Linked DNA regions of Ovis aries: region 2 is linked to region 1. The links are chromatin contacts, called in public Hi-C maps. All regions are on one chromosome and are shown on one strand. Each heading gives the region's core, a stretch centred on a gene start, on an enhancer-like site or on the middle of the called end of the contact. The rest is flanking DNA. Distances are from core to core; before and after follow the strand shown. Region 1 holds the start of NQO2 (N-ribosyldihydronicotinamide:quinone dehydrogenase 2). Region 2 overlaps WRNIP1 (WRN helicase interacting protein 1).

Region 1 (7,023 bases), core at 2,323-4,822:
ACCCAGATTTTTTTAAAAGGGGCTCAGACACTTGTGCCCCAATAATTATTTCAGCATTATTCACAACAGCCAAATGACCCAAGTGTCCATCAACCTATGCAAGGTTAAAACAACACATGGAAGGATAAACTGTGGTATGTGCATGAAGTAGAATATTATTCAGCAGCAAAAAGGAGTGAAGTTCTGATGCATGTCATGATACGGATGAGCCTTGAAAACATTGTGCTCAGTGAAGAAACCCAGAGCAAAAGGCCGCCTGTTGCATGATCCCAATTGTATGAAACATCGAGAACAGGCAAGTTCATGGAAAGCAGAAAGATTATCGGTACAGAGCCTGGGTGGAGTGGGGAGTTTGGAGTTTCTGCTTAAGGATTAGTGAGTTTCTGTTTGGGATGATGACAAATTTTCAGAAGTAAAAATAGTGACATTGCATGGCATTCTGAATGTAATTAATGCCACTGAATATAATTAATACCGTTGTGTACTTACAATGGTTGAAACGACAGATCTTTTGTTACAGAGATTTTACCACCATAAAAAAAAAAAAAAAAAAAAAGATTAACTAGAGGGACTTCCCTGGTGATCAGGAGATAGGATTCCACATTCCCAATGCAGGGGCCCGGGGTTTGATCCCTGGTGGGAGAATTAGATCCCATACGCCCAGCCGAGACCCAGTGCGGCCAGGCAGAGAGGTGGATAAATATATTTACAAACACAACCTGAGTTCTCAGGAAGTTTGTTTCCCAAAAGAAGGTGGATGATGTTCGTAGAGGAAAGAAAAGCCGTTAAATAAAACCAAAAGGAACTACTTCTCTAGGAAAACGTTCAAGCTACTTCGATTAGTCTTGAGGTAACCCTCAATATTAATTTTCATCTGAAACACAAAATAAGGGGCAGCTGACTCTTGAGAGTCCTTTGGACTGCAAGGAGATCCAACCAGTCCATTTTGAAGGAGATCAACCCTGGGATTTCTTTGGAAGGAATGATGCTAAAGCTGAAACTCCAGTACTTTGGCCACCTCATGAGAAGAGTTGACTCACTGGAAAAGACTCTGATGCTGGGAGGGATTGGGGGCAGGAGGAGAAGGGGACGACCCAGGATGAGATGGCTGGATGGCATCACCGACTCGATGCACGTGAGTCTGAGTGAACTCCGGGAGTTGGTGATGGACAGGGAGGCCTGGCGTGCTGCGATTCATGGGGTCGCAAAGAGTCGGACACGACTGAGCGACTGAACTGAACTGAACTGGACTGAACTGAACTGAACTGAACTGAGGCAAAGAAGTATGCAGCTGGCTTAACTGCCTCCCCCCTCCCCCCCGACACCCGCCGGAAGCCTAAGCCTCTTTCTGCTCTGCAAGGGGTGAAGTGAACACTCCACTTACGACCCTTAGAGGTCATGCTTGCTGTCGATGCTGTATCTGCATATCTCGTTTTAATAGCACCGCCTCCTCCGTAGGCTCACAGTAGCAATGTCCTGTGTGCAGTAAACGCCAGATTAGCAGGGAATCACATTTCTCTTCGCCAGACGGGCCCCTATCCAATCCACCGCTGGCGCTTTCACCATCCTGAAGACCCAGGGGAGCGCCGGCCAGCTGACCTTGTCCAGAGGGCGACGTCCCCTCCGCACCTGCGATTCCCGCGCGCGGCCGCCAGATGGTGCTGCCTCTTCGCGGACTAGGATCAAAGCGCGGCTGGACCCAGACGCTCCCCCGACCTGCGAGTTTTCAGAGGCGGGGTCGCATCTTGATCTCCCTTCCGGCCCAGCACTTCCACTCCACACCAGGGTCTGGACGGCTCCCAGCCTGGTTGCCTGCGGCTCCACAGTCACCGGGAGGCCCGGCTGTTTTCCCTATTGGTCCTCACAGCACCCTGGTGGCTCAGTGGTAAAGAATCTGCCTGTCAAGTGGGAGATGCAGGTTCCATCTCTGGGTTGGGAAGATCCCCTGGAGGAGGAAATGGCAAACCAATCCAGTATTCTTGCCTGGGAAATCCCAGAGAAGGCTGGCAGGTTATACAGTCCATGAGGTCGCAAGAGTTGAACATGACTTTGCATAAACAACCACAACCTCATGACACCAAAGATGTGAACAACCCCCTCCCAAGGGACAACAGGGTCAGTCACCCCCCCCTTGGAAGGTTACCCCGGAGTCCCTGCATCCGCCTTTCTTAGTTGCAATCATCTCATGTGACTCAAAGAGGATTTGGGGACATCATCTCAGTCTGACGAGAAAGAGGGAAGAAAACTAAGCCAGATCTCGTCTTTGAGGACATTCTGGTACATTTGGAAATGCCTCCACAGCTTTTCCCTCAGGCAAAGGTCATTCTAAAATGAAAACGGCCCCCAGCACCTCCCAGGCTCACAAGATAAGGTGGCCTGTCTGCTGCTGGCATGAGGGCATGTCACGCATAGAGAGACCACGTCCTCACTATGAACCCAAGAAAGACGGCAGCCTCGGACAGACCGCCCAGACGCTGCAGACGCTGCAGCTGTTTGCATCAGGAATGTTATGCTCGAAGGGGAACCAGCCTTCGCTCTCTCAGCCCATCCTGAAAGTGAAAGAGTTAGTCACTCAGTGGTGTCCAACTCTTTGCAACCCCATGGACCCTCTGTCCATGGAATTCTCCAGGTAAGTGTACTGGAGTGAGTTGCCATGAACATCTCCAGAGCATCTTCCCGACGCAGGGATCAGACCTGGGTCTCCTGCATTGCAAGCAGGCTCTTTACCGTCTGAGCCACCAGGAGAGCCCCAAGGGCCATCCCGGGACACCAGAAATCAAGGCAGAGTTTGGGAGGGTCCTCTAGTGAGTCCCAATGGCAGGGGGTCTACAAATGAGGTGGTGCAGGCCAGAAAGTGCTAGAGAGAGAGAAAAGAGACAATTGGCCCAAAGTGCCCACCAGAAGCCCTCCCGCACACGTCTGCAGGCTCCAGTTCGGTGTCTCTCTGCCTTCCGGGGATCTCCTTGGCCTTGAACCTGCCTGTGCGCCCTTTACCCCCAGCCTCCCCAATAAGAACGTCAGGCCAGACCACAGAACAGCGCCACCGCCTGAACGGTCACACACGGCGCATTCCCATCAGCACAAGGCCCCTTAGAATCACACCTGCCCACCAGAAACCCGGCAACCACCAACCTGCTCTCCGTTTCTAGAATCTCATCTCGAGAATGATACATAAACGTGATCGTTCAGGGGGGACCCTCAGGGATTGGCGATTTTCCTGCAGCGTATTTCTCTGCAAATTTGCCCCGGCTGCTGAGGCCCCGATCGTTCACCCTTTTTACGGCTGAGTGCTCTGACCCTGAGTGGGCCTAGGGGCAGAGGCGGCGGGAGGGGCGGACACGGCGCACCCCCTTCCCAGAACTGCCATCCCTTCAGCTGCCTCGGAGCGGAGCCGGGTCCGGCTCCCAGGGGCGAGGACAGGGTAGGGGCGGGGCGAAGGGCGTGTGGGCGGGGCTTATGCCGGGGCGGCGCGAGGAGAGGTCCGGACAGGTCGGGGGCGGGGCTGCGCTCCGGACAGAGGCGGGGGGCGTGGCCTCGGCGCTCGTGGGCGGGGCATGGGCGGGGCCCCGCCGGCAGGGCCCCGCGTCCAGGCCTGCGGAGCGCGCCCGCATTGTCCGCTCGCGACGCCTGTGAGTGCGTAGTCCGCGCGGCCGGATCGTGGCGTGGACGCTGGACGTTCTCCCAGAGGGAAGTCTCGTCCTGCCGGTCGTACTCGGGCGTTTTGGCCGAGGTGAGTGTCCGCGCTCTCCGGGGGCCGCTTCCCGGGGCCAGGGTCTCCGCGGGCTTCCACCCCCGCGTGCCCGAGCTTCCCCCTGCACTTGCGAGGCCTGGGGCGCGGGTGTGCGCAGGCCCGTCGCTGCCCCCAGCCGCTGCCCTCGGCCCTGGACTCGGCCCGCGCTGACGCCACGCGCGGACGGCAAGGGGCCGCCTGGGGTCCGCGAGCAGGCGGCTCGGAGGCCTGGCCTGGGCTCTCGGGGTTCCGGCTCGGCCTTTGCCCCGGGTGCCAGGACCCGAAACTCAGCTTCTCCAACCTTAGTTCCCTGAGAATCTCAGCCAGAAAATCCAAGAAGTGGGACATGTATGTGGTGTGTGCTTCCTGCGCCGCTCTTTACGGTTCCAGGGGGGATGGAGGGAGCCCGGGAGAGGAGCGGTCGAGGAGGCTGGAACGAAATAGAGTGCATAAAGGGTGTGAGTCCGTTTGGTGTGGGGTGATGTATGTAGTTTAACAGCGACACGCTTCTGTTTTCCTGTCTGCCTGATAAGGGCGCCCTCTTCACGGAAGGAGACGGCTCTCCCTGCTGTGGCGCAAGGTCAGTAGGGAAGTGCTGGACAAGTGGCCTGCTTCTTGGGCCTCAGTTTCTCATTCTGTACAACTAGGAGAATTGGACCCCACGAGGAGTCAGAACTCCGAGGCCTCCAGCGGCCTGGTAGGTGATGTAACTAGGTACACTGGACCAGGCAGAGAGATAAGGGGATGCCTCCCCTGCTGTCAGCACTGAAATGAAAGCTTTTCTTCCTAAACTAGACTGTCTTTGGGCCCTGACCCCGGGGACCTCAGGAGAAGGTGCTCCCTGAGTCTGCAGCCCATCACTCTCCGGACATGCTCCTGGGGCTTCTGCCAGGCTCAGGATAAAGTCTTCACTCGTGCACTTCTGACCCGCCCAGCCCTTGGACGGAATCTCCCACCACCCAGCTCTGTTGTAACCGCATGTCCCGTGTAGGCTATCTGAGCTCCCCAGGCCAGTCCCAACGCTGCCTCACGCTTGCTGTTCCCCTGCCTCAGCCTGCCCACGGCTGCACATCGAGCTGCCCACCATGTCTCTCCACCTCCCTCAGCATTTGTTTCCTCTTCTAGGTCACTGGCATCACTGAGAGTGACCGTGCCTGAGAGCTCAGGGCCCCCTGCACCCAGGACTAACAAAACAGCACACCCTCCTCTCGGCAGGATTCAGAGAGAAGAATACCCATCTTCCTGGGACATGGCAGGTGACTGTTAGCTATGGGGGAGTTAAACTTTGTTAAATGAAAAATTTATTAGAAATTGAATAATTTGTTATTAAAACTCCAGACAACACTCGTGTGTAAAAGTTGTTTATAATGTGGACTGCTACCTGGAATTATCTTGTTTTGTATTTTCTTGTTTTATTGTTCATTTCAGCCCCACCAAAATAGAATGCTTATCTTGTCTTTGCTTTGCCTCCAGCCTCTGGGATGACCCCCTGGGACATAATAGCTGCTCAATCAATAGATATTGAGTGACTGAGCCCCGGGAGTGACCATGGTTAGAAATGCCGCATGACGCATGCATCCCATTGTGACATCTTTTTGTTCAGCACCATAGCATGAAAACCCTTGCATTTCATAACATAAAAATTCACGTTATTTTACACATATGTTGTACGTTGAAAGTGAAATCGTTCAGTCATGTCCGACTCTTTGCAATCCCATGGACACCAGGCTCCTCCATCCAAGGGATTTTGTAGGCAAGAGTATTGGAGTGGGTTGCCTTTTCCTTCTCCAGGGAACTTCCCGACCCAGGGATCGAACCCAGGTCTCCTGAATTGTAGTCAGACACTTTACCATCTGAGCCACCAGGGAACTGTGGCACTGCTGACATCTGGGGCCAGAGAGTGCTCTGCCGGGGGGTCCTGACCCGAGCTGTGTTCCGCAGCAGCGCCTCCCGCCAGATGCCACAAGCAAGACATGTCTCCAGATGTTGTGAAACACTCCCTGGGAGGTAACACTCCCTGGTTGAGAACCATCACTGTGGATATTTCATTTGTATCCTGTTTCCTATTAAACCCCCAAGTTCCTTTATAACAAATGAGTCTGAGACATTAAAACTGTTAATCATTAATTTCACTCGTGCATTTCAACCTTTACACTCTGCTGAGTGCCCCAAAGCTCTTTGCTTCAAACTAACATTTATATTTTCTCCTTAAGGGCCTAAACAGAATAATATGGATCAAGAGTTTAAATATTTTAGTCTTAAGAGGTTCCCACAGAAAATTTAAACACATCCCTACAGCTGCCTTCTAGAAGGAACTGGCACTCGACCTTGGAGAATGTCCTGAAGGAGGACAGTGCGGCTCCAGCTGCTGCTGCTGCTGAGTCGCCTCAGTCGTGTCCGACCCTGTGCGACCCCATAGACGGGAAGCCCCCAGGCTCCGCCGTCCCTGGGATTGTCCAGGCAAGAACACTGGAGTGGGCTGCCATTTCCTTCCCCACTGCATGAAAGGAAGTCGCTCAGTCGTGTCTGACTCTTTGTGACCCCGTGGGCTGCAGCCTCCTATGCTCTTCTGTCCATGGGATTTTCCAGGCAAGAGTACTGGAGTGGGGTGCCATTGCCTTCTCCGTGCAGCTTCAGAGACTGTTGGTATGAATGACAACCGCCAGGCAGTGGGTGGAGCCTCTGTTGTTAGGCTTTCCACCGAAGCCGGGCTTCATGCAGGCCCTGCCTCCCCATGGGACTCAGGATCTGATTTTTTTTTTTTTTTTTTTTAATATATCTATGTGTCAGTTTTCAGTGGAGAGGAAGGAAGCAGAGCTGTGTGTCAGCGACTGACCTGCCAACAAGGGGTTAGCAGGAAAGATGAGTCACAGTAGTTTCTTATTCTGAGCTTAGGCCACATGGCTGAAACATCTCGTAGTGGATAACCAGAAGAGATTGGGCTTTAAAAGAATGCAGTCGTGTTATTCCTGGGGAACTGTAACTTGACTCCTATGTTGGTAAACTCGAGCAGTGGTGAACTGATACAGCCAGGTTCTGAAAATGCTCCTTGGTTTACCGCCGTCTCCCGCAAAAAGCGTCGGTCTTTCTCACTTAGCTTCAGCCGTTGTGTGTGTCCTCCTATCAGCTGGGTCCTTGTGGAGCTTTGACAGAGGAAGTATTCTTCAAGAGAAATGGTTTCTTGTCTGGATTTAGGTAAGAAAGTGCTCATCGTCTACGCACACCAAGAGCCCAGGTCTTTGAACGGGTCCCTGAAGGACGTGGCGGTGGCTGAGCTGAGCCAGCAGGGCTGC
Region 2 (6,864 bases), core at 3,863-6,362, 200 kb before region 1:
GGCGGCACAAGCCCCTCCGTGGGGCCGGGTGAGGGAGGTGTCAGAGCTCGCAGTGCTCAGGCCTTCCCGGGTCCCTGGCTGGCTCGGGCTGCTGGCTCGGACTTCCCTGAGGTCAGCCGGGGAGAGGCCTGCGGCGCGGGGCTGAGCGGGGCTCTGCGCGCAGGGGAGGAGCACTACAACTGCATCTCGGCGCTGCACAAGTCCATGCGGGGCTCCGACTCCAGCGCCGCGCTCTACTGGCTGGGCCGCATGCTGGAGGGCGGCGAGGACCCGCTCTACGTGGCCCGGCGGCTCGTGAGGTTCGCCAGCGAGGACGTGGGTGAGTGTCCTGGGCGGGGCAGTGGGAGTGTCCTGGGCGGGGCCGTGGGAGTGTCCTGGGCGGGGCCGTGGGAGTGTCCTGGGCGGGGCCGTGGGAGTGTCCTGGGCGGGCGGTGAATGGACTCGGTGGAGGCCGACGTGTGTTTCTGGGCGTCTGGCCGTCACAGTCATGGGTCACTGCGTCCCTCGGTAGTAACCCCACAGGGGTGCAGACCACCTGCTCTGCCCACGCGGGCCGCCTTCACAGCTCGTGCCTGTGTCGCCGTGGGGTCCGTGGGACCCCGTGTGGAGGCCCTGTCGGCAGCAGTTGCCCACGTGGTGTCCCCGTGTCGTACTTGGACGATTCTTGCAGCATTCACACTCCCATCTCTGTCCTGCTTTTGTTTGGAGGTCTGTGGCAAGTCCTCTCTGATGTCACCACTGCAGAGAGGCTGGCTCCCTCAAGGCTCGGGTGACAGTTAGCAGGTTGAGCAGTGAAGTGTTTTAGACACGACTGTACTGTTAACATAAGCTCTGGGCAGGCCGGGGAACCAGAGCATCCGTTCAGCTTGCTTTGTCGCGGTTTTCACTTTATCTTGGTTTTCGTGTTATTGCAGTAGTCCAGAACCAAGGCCACAGTCTCGCCGAAGTGCCTGTGTTGAAATAAAAGCAGCGTTTTAATTTTGCTTTGGAGTCAGGTGTTCTGGTTTTCATCAGAGCTCCCGAGATGTTAATGGAAAGGGAGGACTCCAGGCCCCTTTAAGGAGGTCCCAGAGCCTTAGCTGTCTGTGGCGTCAGCAGTGCCCTGTTCTCGGCGTGTCCATCCCCTGCCTGTCTCCATGGCCTCTGCTCTTTACGGGTGCTGTACGTGGTCCCCTGTTTTTCCTACTGGATGCAGAGCTTTAATCTCCAAGGAAACAATAGTTCTTAAGCGTGCACAGTGACCGCCCCGTGCACACCTCTGGAGTCAGCTAAGATCAGCTCTTGCTGAATGACTCCTCGGTCAGGGTCTGCAGGCGTGGTGGGTTGGCGCGGGGGTGTGCGGTGGGACCTAACTCGCCCCGTCCGTGTGTGTGGCAGGCCTGGCTGACCCGTCCGCGCTGACACAAGCTGTCGCCACCTACCAAGGCTGTCACTTCATAGGCATGCCCGAGTGCGAGGTAAGGCCCCTGCCCGGTGCCGTCGCCTTGGGTGGCGCCTCCCCGGGCCTGGACCTCTGGGAGCCTGGACCGCGGAGGAGGCCGCCTGGCTCTCTGACCCCCATCTAGAAGCTTAGACGCTGGGGGGAAGGGACCTTGGTGTCAGCACGGTCTGGTGTGGGCTCCTCAGAAGTGCTCAGGGTTTCCTGGGGGCAGGAGCCTCAGAGGAGCTGAACAAACAAGCAAGTTCACCCACAGACAGAGCAGCTCCTGCTTAGCTTTACATGGTGGGGTTTCAAGAAGAATTTCATGTAATAAAAAGTCCTTTCAGTTTTAAAAGAAAACCACTGGTCTGGTTTAGCTTTGCCTCGGGGAGGGACGCCGCCTCCTTGTCGTGGTTTGTCCAGACTGTGGGCCCCATGGGACGTCAGCGCGGCGGGGGGGGGGGGGGGGTGGTTCCCAGAGTTAACCCGGGGCGGCGCCCCCCAACCCCGCGCAGGTGCTCCTGGCCCAGTGTGTCGTCTACCTGGCGCGAGCCCCGAAGTCGATCGAGGTGTACAGCGCCTACAACAACGTCAAGGCCTGCCTGCGGAGCCACCAGGGCCCACTGCCCCCCGTGCCCCTGCACCTGCGCAACGCGCCCACCAGGCTGATGAAGGACCTGGGCTACGGCCAGGGCTACAAGTACAACCCCGCCTACAGCGAGCCGGTGGAGCAGGAGTACCTGCCGCAGGAGCTGCGGGGCGTGGACTTCTTCAAGCAGCGGCGGTGCTGACGGAGGCGGCCGACCGGCCGGGGGCTGGCGGAGGCTGTCCCGCCCGCCTTCTGCGCCAGCGGCGGAGCGTTCTGCGGTGGGGGCGCAGCCACTGCGGCTGCATGTGTGACGTGGCGTTGTGTTCGTTTGCACCCTGTGCGACGTGATGCTCATGAAACGTTCTGGCAGCTTCGTGCAATGGATTCACGGTATAAGGAGGTATCTATTTTGTCATAGTATTTAAGTCATAATGTCACTTCAAAATTGAGTTCTGTAGGTTTCTTTTCCTTTAAAAAATGTTTATTCTGGGTAGTTTCAATTGATTAAAAAAAATGTAATTGTGGTTTAATACTGCATAGTGTTTTGGGTATTTTTTTTATATGCAAAGGTCTTATGAGCCAATAAAACTATTTCAAAGTACTCTTCAGTTCTTGCCTGTTTTCCACCTGGGATCCGAGGTTCCAACAACATCTGTCAGTGTTACATTCTGATGGGTAAACACGGGAGGAAAAATGACCCTAGGTAACAGAGGTCAGAAGTCTGTGTGTCTGTGAAAATCAACTTTAAAAATTTTGAAGGATTTTGAAACATCATCGTGATTGATTTAAGTACGGTTAATCTTCAGTTCCAGAGTTGGTTGGTTCCCAGTTCTTTGAGGCCAGTTCTCAGAATTGTGGTGACGTAGGTCATGGCTGCAATCTGATCAACGTGCAGCTGGCGCCACCTGGCGAAGGTTCCAGCTCAGGATATGGTTCCAGCTACCTGTAGCCCTGGAGACTACCTGTAGCCCTGGAGACTGCCTGTAGCCTTGGAGAAGGAACTCAAGGCCCCTGCTCTGCTTCCTGACTCACCTGCCGCTGTGTGGTCCCCCTCGACTGTTTGCCTTTGCTTCTGCTTTCTCTCACCTCTCTGATGAGACTTGCCCTTTAGCTAAAGCTTTTCCGCACACAAAGCAGGTGGCGGCACCTGGCAAAGGACCACAGGGTCCTGCTCTGCCTCACTGACTTCTCAAGCTCCCTCCTGCTGTTGGGCAGCCCTCTCTTCCGGGAGCACCCCACCTGCTCGTCTGTTGGTGGTCTGCCCCGAGGGGGGACCCCTCCTATCCTGGGCGCCGTTGCTTCATGCGTGCATCATGTCTGACCTCGGGATCCTGTGCTCGACCTGCTCACATGAGGCAGATCCTGCGGTCGCTTCAAGGAGCACAGAGTCCTGGGCAGCAAAGCCACCCGAGAGTCTGGGGATGTGCTTACTCCGCCTGCAGACCCGCCTGATGGTTCGGGAATAAACTCAAGGTTGGAGAACTTCCATGGTGTCCAGTGGTTAAGACTCCTGGCTGCCGAGGCAGGGGGCCCTGGTTCGACCCCAGGTCAGGGAACTACGTCCCACATGCTGCCACGGGGACCCAGCGCAGCCCGGTAAGGACTGAAACGTGTGCATGCGACCCCGTGGACCGTAGCTCCCGGCTCCCCTGTCCACGGGGCTTCCCAGGCGAGAATACTGGGGTGGGTTGCCACTTCCTTTTCTGGGGCATCTTGGGACCCAGGGGTCAGACCTGGCCTTGCTTTCACGTCTCTTGTGTCAGCAAGCAGGCTCTTTACCACTGGCGTCACCCGGGAAACCCTGAAAGTTTTCTCAAGTAAATTGAAAAGCCCCAAGTAGGCCGTCCTGGCCAGGCGCCTTCCCGTCCCACCCTCCGCAGGCTGAGCGGGCCTTCCAGGGTCGCCGAGTTGGCCGTGATTTGTTTCACTGAGTGTGTTGGGGACCTGTTCAGTCTGGACACTTGAGTCTGAGTTCTGGGACGGTTTTTTTCATTCAATAAATAAGCAGTGCCTGCCTCACACTGAGCCCTTGTTGGGAACATTAAGAAACAAAAGACAAAATCCTGTGCTATTGAAACCGGAGTTAAGTCCTTACCTTACATCCGGGGTGGACGTGGACAGGATGGAAGTGTGGTTGAGATGTTGGTGGCCAAGCGGACCTCATCCAGAACTGGGGCGGATGCGGGCCGGGCGGGGTGTGATCAGATTCTCCAGGAGCCGTTTGTGGGAACCTGGCGTCCAGAGTTTTCAGGGCTTATCCTCTCAGGCTGTCCTCCCCCTGGTGGGGGAATGTCTGCCCCCCGCGTTCTGAGTGCCAGGTGGTCAGGCGTCCCCAGCAGCATGCGTTTGTGTCCTGAGTCTCCGTATGAGAAGGGGACCAGGCCGCCAGCTCTGCTGGGTCTGGTTCACAGAGCCTCCTGGGGCAGCAGAGGGCAAGCACTGCCGTCGGAGCCCTGGGGGTGCCCGCCGTGTAGACAGGGTGAGTCCTTGGCTGCTCTCCTGGGACCCGCCCAGTTGTGGCCGCGGGCCCAGCCTCTCCCCAGCCTCCCGCATTGTGCTGGCCCTCATTCTCCAGCTGAAGACGCCTTTCCTGAGGGATGGGCAGGGCCTTGGGAGGAAATGAAACAAGATGGGCTCGACCCATTCTCCTGACTAGCGTTCTAGATAAGGAAAGCTCGCCACTCCCAGCCATGGGGTCCCACGGCCTAGCGGGGAATGGAGGGAGCTGGAGGGGCCCAGGGCGGCAAAAGCCAACCAGCACCTCTGACCAGGCCAGAGGCCGAGTTGGGGGTGTGGGGGGAGGACCCAACTCCTGAGTTGGCGGAGTCGGGGGTGGGGGAAGGAGAGGGCGCCTGGCTGCTCCTGCCCCCCGACCCGCCGGCGCCCCCATTGCAGCACCTGCCAGGCGCTCCCGGCTAAAGACGTGGGAGCTGGGGTCTGGAGGGGTGGGGGTGCGGTGGGACGGACACATCTCTGAGACCAGACGTACCGTGAGCGTGTCTCAGAAGAAGCAGAGTCCCAGCTGACGGTGTGCCCTGAGAGACAGTCCAGCGAGACGGCCTGACACAAACAACATGCGCAAAGCAGTAGACTGGACTGTGACTGCAATCAGGAAATGTACCCAGAAAACCTCCGTGACAGCCCAGGAGCGAACTTACTCGAGGAGCAGGACCAAGGCGGAGACAAGAAACAACTCCGACAGAAGCAGAGCTAAGCCGTGCTGCGAAACGTGGTCTTGTTATAGACGGCCGTAGTTTAAACAGTGTTTAAGCTGGGTTTTATATTCCCATCATGCAGCGTGTGTTTGTTGAGTGACAGTGACTATGAGCTGTCCCTGAGCTGCATAAGCCACTCTCAGCCCAGGTCGGTCCTCCCCATGTGTCCACCAGGAGGCAGCCTCCACCAGTCTCAGCCTAGCGGCCGCCTGGTGCCCACGACCACGCTCAGCCAGGGCCGTTAGCAGTGTTTGTGGTTAACCTCACAGGCCAGTTACTATTTATTTGTCTGATTACAAAAGTAATTGTGACTTTTGCCAAAAAGGTACCGGAGGGGATACAGCCAAAACCAAAACAAACCACGTGGCAAAAAAACAATACGAGCCCAGTTTAGCATTAGTTCTCAGCGGAGGGTAAGCTCCGCCAGTCTCTGCCTCCTGGGTGTTTCTCCCAGTGTGTGTGAGAAAATCGGAGGCAGCCTCAGCTGTTCCCGAGCCTGCCTTCCCTCGCCTCAAGGTTGGTCAGGTCCTGGAACTGTCTGTGCGGCTTTCGGCGGCTGCGCACACGGTCCTGGGACCGCGCGCTGCGTGTGACACGCGGCTTCTGGGAACCAGAGATGCGGTCTGCACCCCAGGCCCCCTCCTGCAGCTCCTTCACCAGCCCGGGCTGCGCTGCCCTGGGCCCTCCCCTGCCCAGGGAGGGGTCTGATCGCCCCACCCACGCGTCCTCCCCCTGCTCTCGGGGTAAAAAGCCAGTCCACCCTTTAGTCCTCGGGGCAGCATCCCACCCCCTCACCTGGCGTCAGTCCCACTCTCTCCCACCCTCCCTGCCCGCAGCCCCCGCGCCCAGTGGTGAAGAGCCAGGGCCCAGATCTGTCTACACCGCTTCTCCCCTGTGTGACCTTGCCCGAGGTCATCGTCTTTGTTTTCACTCTCTTCCTCTGTAGGATGGGGTCAAAGAAGCACCTGATGGCAGCGGGGAAGACCTGCTGAGAACCGTGCGTGACATCCCTTCCTCGGGGAGGCCAGTCGGGACAGGGGTGGTCACAGTCTCCCAGGGACACTGGGACACGCGTCAGGGTTTTGGCTCCTGTGAATCATTGTGAAGGTCAGCCTAGTCAGAGCCATGGTTTTCCCAGGGGTTTTGTACAGATGTGAGAGCTGGACCATAACAACGGCTGAGCACCGAAGAATTGATGCTTTTGAACTGTGGTGTTGGAGAAGACTCTTGAGAGTCCCTTGGACTGCAAGGAGATCCAACCAGTCCATCCTAAAGGAAATCAGTCCTGAATATTCATTGGAAGGACTGATGCTGAAGCTGAAGCTCCAATACTTTGGCCACCTGATGGGAAGAACCGACTCATTGGAAAAGACCCTGATGATGGGAAAGTTTGAAGGCGGGAAAGTGGAAGTGAAGTCGCTCAGTCGTGTCCGACTCTTTACAACCCGTGGACTGTAGCCCACCAAGCTCCTCCGTCCATGGGATTTTCCAGGCAAGAATCCTGGAGTGGGTTGCCATTTCCTTCTCCATTGAAGGCGGGAGGAGAAGGGGAAAACAGAGGATGAGATGGTTGGATGGCATCACTGACTCAATGGACATGAGTTTGAACAAACTCTGGGAAATGGTGGAGGACAGGGCAG

What was found. A called contact is a pair of places that touch in the nucleus more often than the background predicts.
Region 2: a contact with region 1 is called in a Hi-C map of omental adipose tissue, with 3 times the contacts expected there. The contact joins the enhancer-like site here to the promoter of NQO2 in region 1. A contact is called at or near these places in 6 of 16 Hi-C or Micro-C datasets (blood, hypothalamus, liver and 3 more).

The regions. Positions count from the first base shown.
Region 1 is chr20:49,747,189-49,754,211 of ARS-UI_Ramb_v3.0, reverse strand. It overlaps NQO2 (N-ribosyldihydronicotinamide:quinone dehydrogenase 2), which reads left to right and starts at 3,572. Exons shown (of 9, transcript XM_060403548.1): 1 at 3,572-3,730; 2 at 4,264-4,310; 3 at 4,856-4,986; 4 at 5,204-5,281; 5 at 6,926-7,023.
Region 2 is chr20:49,947,374-49,954,237 of ARS-UI_Ramb_v3.0, reverse strand. It overlaps WRNIP1 (WRN helicase interacting protein 1), which reads left to right. Exons shown (of 7, transcript XM_027958717.3): 5 at 164-319; 6 at 1,378-1,457; 7 at 1,936-2,610. The coding sequence ends at 2,211. Among named protein-coding and RNA genes, the nearest start is that of WRNIP1, 12 kb to the left of the region's middle. Within about 2 kb of position 5,112, at least 6 of the 54 cell types and tissues checked have an H3K27ac peak or open chromatin away from gene starts, as enhancers often do.